Regions from separate parts of the Manis pentadactyla genome. Here region 1 is linked to region 2. The links are chromatin contacts, called in public Hi-C maps. All regions are on one chromosome and are shown on one strand. The core of a region is the stretch at or near the end of the contact, and the rest is flanking DNA. Distances in the headings are between cores, read along the strand shown.

What was found. A called contact is a pair of places that touch in the nucleus more often than the background predicts.
Region 1: a Hi-C map of fibroblasts shows a contact between it and region 2, with 5 times the contacts expected there. The contact joins the promoter of IRX5 here to the promoter of IRX3 in region 2. A contact is called at or near these places in 2 of 3 Hi-C or Micro-C datasets (fibroblasts and skin fibroblasts).

Annotation. Positions count from the first base shown.
Region 1 is chr15:44,068,476-44,071,446 of mManPen7.hap1, forward strand. It overlaps IRX5 (iroquois homeobox 5), which reads left to right and starts at 1,473. Exons shown (of 4, transcript XM_036881016.2): 1 at 1,473-2,182. The coding sequence starts at 1,934. It overlaps LOC118910147 (a long non-coding RNA gene), which reads right to left and starts at 93. Exons shown (of 4, transcript XR_005023850.2): 1 at 1-93.
Region 2 is chr15:43,505,674-43,508,373 of mManPen7.hap1, forward strand. IRX3 (iroquois homeobox 3) reads right to left here and starts at 1,258. Exons shown (of 4, transcript XM_036881033.2): 1 at 267-1,258; 2 at 1-107. The coding sequence starts at 536.

The sequences.
Region 1 (2,971 bases), core at 223-2,722, 560 kb after region 2:
GGAGCCAATGGAGGCCAGCATCCAATTAGAGGTGAAGGCAAGAAGGCATAGGGCTGGGCTGAGCGGCGGTCGGAGAAGGTCTGCTTGAAGGGCGGAGCCTCTGGAGCTGACGGAGAGGAGGAGTTAGCGCGCGTGCGTGAAGTCCGGCTGCGGAGAATGTGCGAGTGTGCTGAGTGGGTTTGTGTGCCGCGGCTGGAGTTCAGGAAATAAAATATATCTCGCCTGGCAAAGTCATTGAAGGGAACTATATGGACCAGTAGTGCTTCCGCTTGCGTGTGACCCCATTATAAAAAGCCAGAAAGTTTCTGATATACTGAGCTCCAGCAGAGTGCCCAACATTGTGCCAGCCCCAGTCCTGGTTCACCAGCGCCCCTGTCTGTCGCAGCGTTCGAGTGCGTCTGTGGCTTGTGGCGGCGCGTAGTGAGGAGACAGGCGGAGGATCTGTTTTGTATTCCGTGTGGCCGTCGTGGCCTGGGCTTTGCCTGTGACTCAGTTGTGTGTGTTTGCCTTGCCAGCGCCTCGCTGAACAAACAGTGATTGGATTGGGCACAGCTCTTACGAATGTTTGCAGAGGAGGGTGGGCGGGTGCGAGCGTGCCTGCGAAGGGCAAAAAAACCCGCACCACCATCGCTGGTCTGGTGATGCGAGCTGGGGCTGCAAAGCCTCTAGAAGGAGGCAGCGAGGCACGGTGGGGGCGGGAGAGTGTGTGCTGAGGTCCTGAAACCGACTCCTATGTAGCTGCTTCTCCGTCTGACAGTTCTTGCCCACTACCTCTCGTGTACAGAAGGGCTACCCACATAGTCCCGGGTCCCGCGTGTCTCCTTCGCCGTCTGGCCGGAATTGGCGGAAGGAAGGCCGGGCGGGAGAAGTACAGCTGTCCTAGGCCTGCCTCTATCCCACCTGCTGCTGCTGGCGGAAAGGGACAGTCATCTCGGACTCCCTGCGCCCCGAACGCGGGCGGGCATCCATCCAGCTCTCCCAGGGACTTTCACTCCGGGTCTCCAACTAGTTATTGGGCCCGCTGACTTGGGGAGAAGCTAGGGACGGGTGGGCAGCGAACCACCTCGGAGCCCGGCCTCCTGGAAAACAAGAAATCCGCTAACTTCGCGATTTACTGTGGCGAGGGCAGAGCAGAGAGTTCGCCGGCGCTCAATACGCGGCCTCGTTCCCTTTGTGCTCCCGCGCTGCCGGATCCGCCACCTGGGCCCGTCTTGCGTCGGAACCTCGGTTGCACCTCGACTTAGCAGGGAAGGAAAGTTGGAAGAGATCGTCGGGGATGTGATTGTCATCCTGGGGCCGGCGCTCGAGAGTCGGAGAGAGAGAGAGAGGAGGCGGGGGGGGCGGGGGGGCGGGGGGAAGAGGAGAGGAGGGAGAAGAGAAGGAGCGGGGAGAGAGGAGGGCCGCGGAGGAGAGGCGGGCGCGAGGGAGGGGCGAGGGGAGCGCCTGCGAGCGGGAGAGGGAGCCGGGGAGGAAGAGGGAGGGGGCGAGGCGCGCCTGGCGGCTGGGTTGGCTGTGGCCGCCCAGAGGCTCCTGCCAGTCCTCCCACCGACTACACCCCGGGAAGGAGGAGCTTCAGGCGCGCACAAGGCGTCAGAATCCTCAATTTCCAACTTAGCATCTTGGCAGGACCTTTGCGAAGCCAAAAGCAGAGCCCCCCAGTGCAAAGAGCGAGGGGGAAAAAGAGAAAGCAGCAAGGGAGGGGGGAAAACCTAGCCGGGGAGAGCGAGACGCGCAGAGGAGTGGGCTTGGCAGTCTCAGCCGGAGGCGCGGAAAGCCAGCGAGGAGGCGCAGCGGGCCCGAGCCCGGGAGCCGGGACCCGAGGAGCGGCGGCCCAGGGCAGCCGGAGGCCAGGTGCCCGCCCGCTCGCCCTCGCAGGGCGCCGCCCGGCTCGTTGGCGGCCGCGGCGCGGCGCGCCCCATGCCCGTGTGTGGCCATGTCCTACCCGCAGGGCTACTTGTACCAGCCGTCCGCCTCGCTGGCGCTCTACTCGTGCCCGGCGTACAGCACCAGCGTCATCTCGGGGCCCCGTACGGATGAGCTCGGCCGCTCGTCGTCGGGCTCAGCGTTCTCGCCCTACGCCGGCTCCACCGCCTTCACGGCGCCCTCGCCGGGCTACAACTCGCACCTCCAGTACGGCGCAGACCCCGCGGCGGCGGCGGCCGCCGCCTTCTCTTCGTATGTGGTGAGTGAGCTGGGGCCGTGGCGGGAGAAGGCAGCAGCGACCGCACGGGGCCGGAGGGGACTGCGGGGCCCACGGGCCTCGGCGCCTCCGCGAACAGCCCCCGCCAAGCTTGGAGGTCTCTGCAAACTTGGGCGATTGTCTTGCTCGGCTTCGCCTGGCTTCGGGCTCAGCAGTTGCTAGTAGAGGAGAGCCTCGTCTTGCTCAAATCACTGAGCTGGCGGAAAAGGGGTTTTTCAGGGAGAGGTCGCAGCATTTGGTTCAAACGTGAGCTACAGGCCGCCCTGCAAATTTTATCTCATTTTATTTTCTTGGTTTTGCCATATTGGAAAAGTAGCTCAAAAGAAATAGACCTGAAATCCGAGTAGAAGAGTGCTAAGTATGTAAATGTGTTTGGCCTCACCTTTAATTAGTCCTCCAAAATGTTACAAATCCGTAATCCTATCTTCGCAATCCGATTTGGAGGTATTACATTTCTGAAAAGTCGGCGGAGCTGCGGTGTATCCGGGATTTTTCGGCCGGGTGCACTTTCAGGAAAAGCGCCGTAGATTTGGTTTGGGGTGACATTTTTGAAGGGGTGGACGTGCCAGGGCAAAGCTTGGCTTTGGGTTTGCCTTTCTTTGGGGGTTGGGGAGAATGCCTTGATTTCCCTTGTTCTCCCCCCTTGTGCCTAACGTGCAGCCACCAGGGCGCCAAGCGCAGAGTCGCCGCCGTTGCCTAGGCCTCTCTCCGGGTGGAGGGCCTGTCCCCGGTGGCAGAATCTGCTCATGGGGTGCGGACATACCGGGTAGA
Region 2 (2,700 bases), core at 8-2,507:
AACTGGTACTGGCCATAAGGGTAGAAGGCGGGATGCGGGTGCGGAAACGCGGCGGCCGCGGCCGGATGCTGCACCCCGGGGCTGTCCTTCAGCTCATATTGCGCGCCCTGTACGCACATGGAGAAGGAAGGGACACGCGCGGAGGGAGCGTGGATGAGCCCTAGCCGTCGCTGCCTCCACGCTCCCCGCCAGGACCCGGCTAGTCCACTTCCGCGCGCTCACCCCATCTCCAACCCCCCCCCATACCGAGCTCCCCGGGCGCTTACCAGCTGCGGGAAGATGGGCAGCTCCGCGGCGTAAGGAAGGAAAGCGCCGTAGCCTTGTGCGGCGGCCGCGGCTGCTGCCGCCGCGGCGTAGGGCGCCCCGTATACCGACGAGAGCACGTTAGACAGGGACCCCGAGGCGGCCAGCTCCGAGGCTCCGGCTCCCGGGCCGCCCCGGGCCCCAGCGCTGCCGCCGCCGCCTCCGGCAGTTCCCGGGCGATCGGGTGGGTAGAGCGGGCGGATGTACTGGTATCCGAGCTGCGGGAAGGACATGGTGGCCCGCGGGGCTAGGACGGAGAGGGGGCCCGGCCCCCAGGGCCGCCCTGCTCAGCGCCGCCCGCGGGCTCCGGCGCGCATCGGGGGCTGGGCCGGGCTAGGGCCGCGCTGCCTCCCGCGCTGCGCTGCGCTCCGCTTTCGCCTATTGATCTGCTCCGCGGCGGCGGCGGCGGCGGCGGCGGCGGCGAGGAGCCAGGTCAGGTCCGAACAGATTGGCGGAGATTCCCGGTGCTCCGGGCTCTGATTGACATTGCTACGGGCCCGCAAGCCCCTCCTCTCTGCGCCGCGCTCCCTCCTCTTCGCAGCCGGAGCAGCTTCTGCCCGCACCTCCTTCCTCTCTGCCCTCCTCTCCCCGAGCAGTGTCGCGCCTCGCTTCCTTCGTCCTCCTCTAGTTTTCACTCCCCCTCCTCGCCCTTCCTCTCCCCTCCCCCTCTGAGCTCCTCTTCCCCCCTGGATCGCTTCCGCTCTTTCGGGCTCTTTCACTCTCTCGGACACTAGGGAACTCTTCTCTCGCCTTCTCTTTCCCTTTCTCACTATTCCTTTTCCTCCCCTTTTTGTTGCCTTCACTCTTTCTTCTCTCCGTTTTTACGTCTTTCTCACTTAACACAACTCTCCCCTCACCCCAGCCTCGGCGCTCAGGGCTAAGGCGGCCTAAACTTGTGCACACTTAGGGTGCTGTGCGGGGGGCGTGCGTCCGTAACTGTGTCTGTGCGTCCGTCCCGCCCTCACCCATTCCCTCGCCCTTCCCCAAATCTCGGGTCTGACGTTGCGCCCTCTTATTCGACTTTTCCTTGCGTGTCCTCCCTGAGTCTCCAATCGCCGGGGCGCCTTACAGGCGAGGCCGTCCACCCCCGAGGATACTGCGCGCCGGGCGGGGGCGGGAGGCCGGGCTCTCTGAGTCCCTTCCCGCCCCCTCCGGCCTGCGCCGGGAGGGGGAGCGAGAGGCGCGGGGATAGGGGTTAGTACTGGGTCAGCTCGCCCCTCCTCCCCTCCCCCGCCCCGGCGCGGGGCCTGGGTCGGGACCAGACCTTGGTCCAGGACAGGCGTTGAGGCTTCCCTCCGCCCGAGCCCCCTTTTAAGTCGCACCTCTTGACTCCGGGCCACTCTCAGCGGCGTGGGGAGGGAGCTAGGAGGGTGCGCAGGGGATGAGCGAGGGTGCGTTCTAGTCGAGTCTTCGAAGTCTATCTCATTGCGCGGGGACTCGAAGCAGCCCCTCACCCAAGAGTTGCAAACCCTGAAATTAGCCGCAATAACGCTGCCTCAGGGTCCGAGTGCGAATCCCTAAATAGAAATGGCGGGCTCGGCGGGAGGCCGAAGGGTGGACGCCTCGGTGTGGTGGTGGTGGTGGGGCTCCTGGGGAGGGGCAACATGAAAGTGGAGCCCGCTGGCGCCCCAAACTGGCGTGCGAGGGGGGAGAAGCAGGGACCCGGGTGGCGGAGGTTCCGGGAATTTGCGGAGAGCGCTTGGAGAAGTTTGCATATTGGAGTTTTCGGTCTATAGAGGCTCTTCGTTTCGCTACCCCTTCCTCTGCTCTCCCGTTTCCGCGCCAACCTGTTTTCTTTCTCCAAGGATCTTCCCCCGCTCTCTGGAAGGAGTGGGAGGCAAGACTTTCAGTTTTATAGTGGGATATTTCCTAAACCAAACCTGAAATCCCAGTAGCCGGGCGCCCACCTTCACGGATTAGGGCATGCAGCCGCAAGCGGGATTGAAATTCCCGGAATTGCGGCGGCTCCTGGCTAAAAGCTTTAGGCCGCGGCTGCCACCGATTCACAGGCCAGGCCTGCTGCGGGGGCGCTCCAGGGACAACAGGGGGGCGGTGACTGCTGTGGAGTTGCCAGCCCCGGTCCGGGCGGAAACCGGCCTCTGCGCGCCGACTGATAGAGGAATTGAATCCGAATTCCACCAGAGAATCTCCGCCCCAGCTGTCTCTAGTCTGAGGCTCCAAGGAGCCCAGTTTGGGAATGAGCTCTCCGGAGCATCCAGTTCTGACCCCATCCTCACTCGCCCGCCTCCTTCCACCAGTTTTGGCCCAGGTCCGCGGCTCCAGCAGGTGTGAACGCCGCGGGGAAAATTGGGGGAGAAGACAAGAGAAAGCCTGGGGGCGACCAGGTTTGGGATTCGACTGGGAAACTGATGTGTGTTTCACACGGGGTCAAGTTGC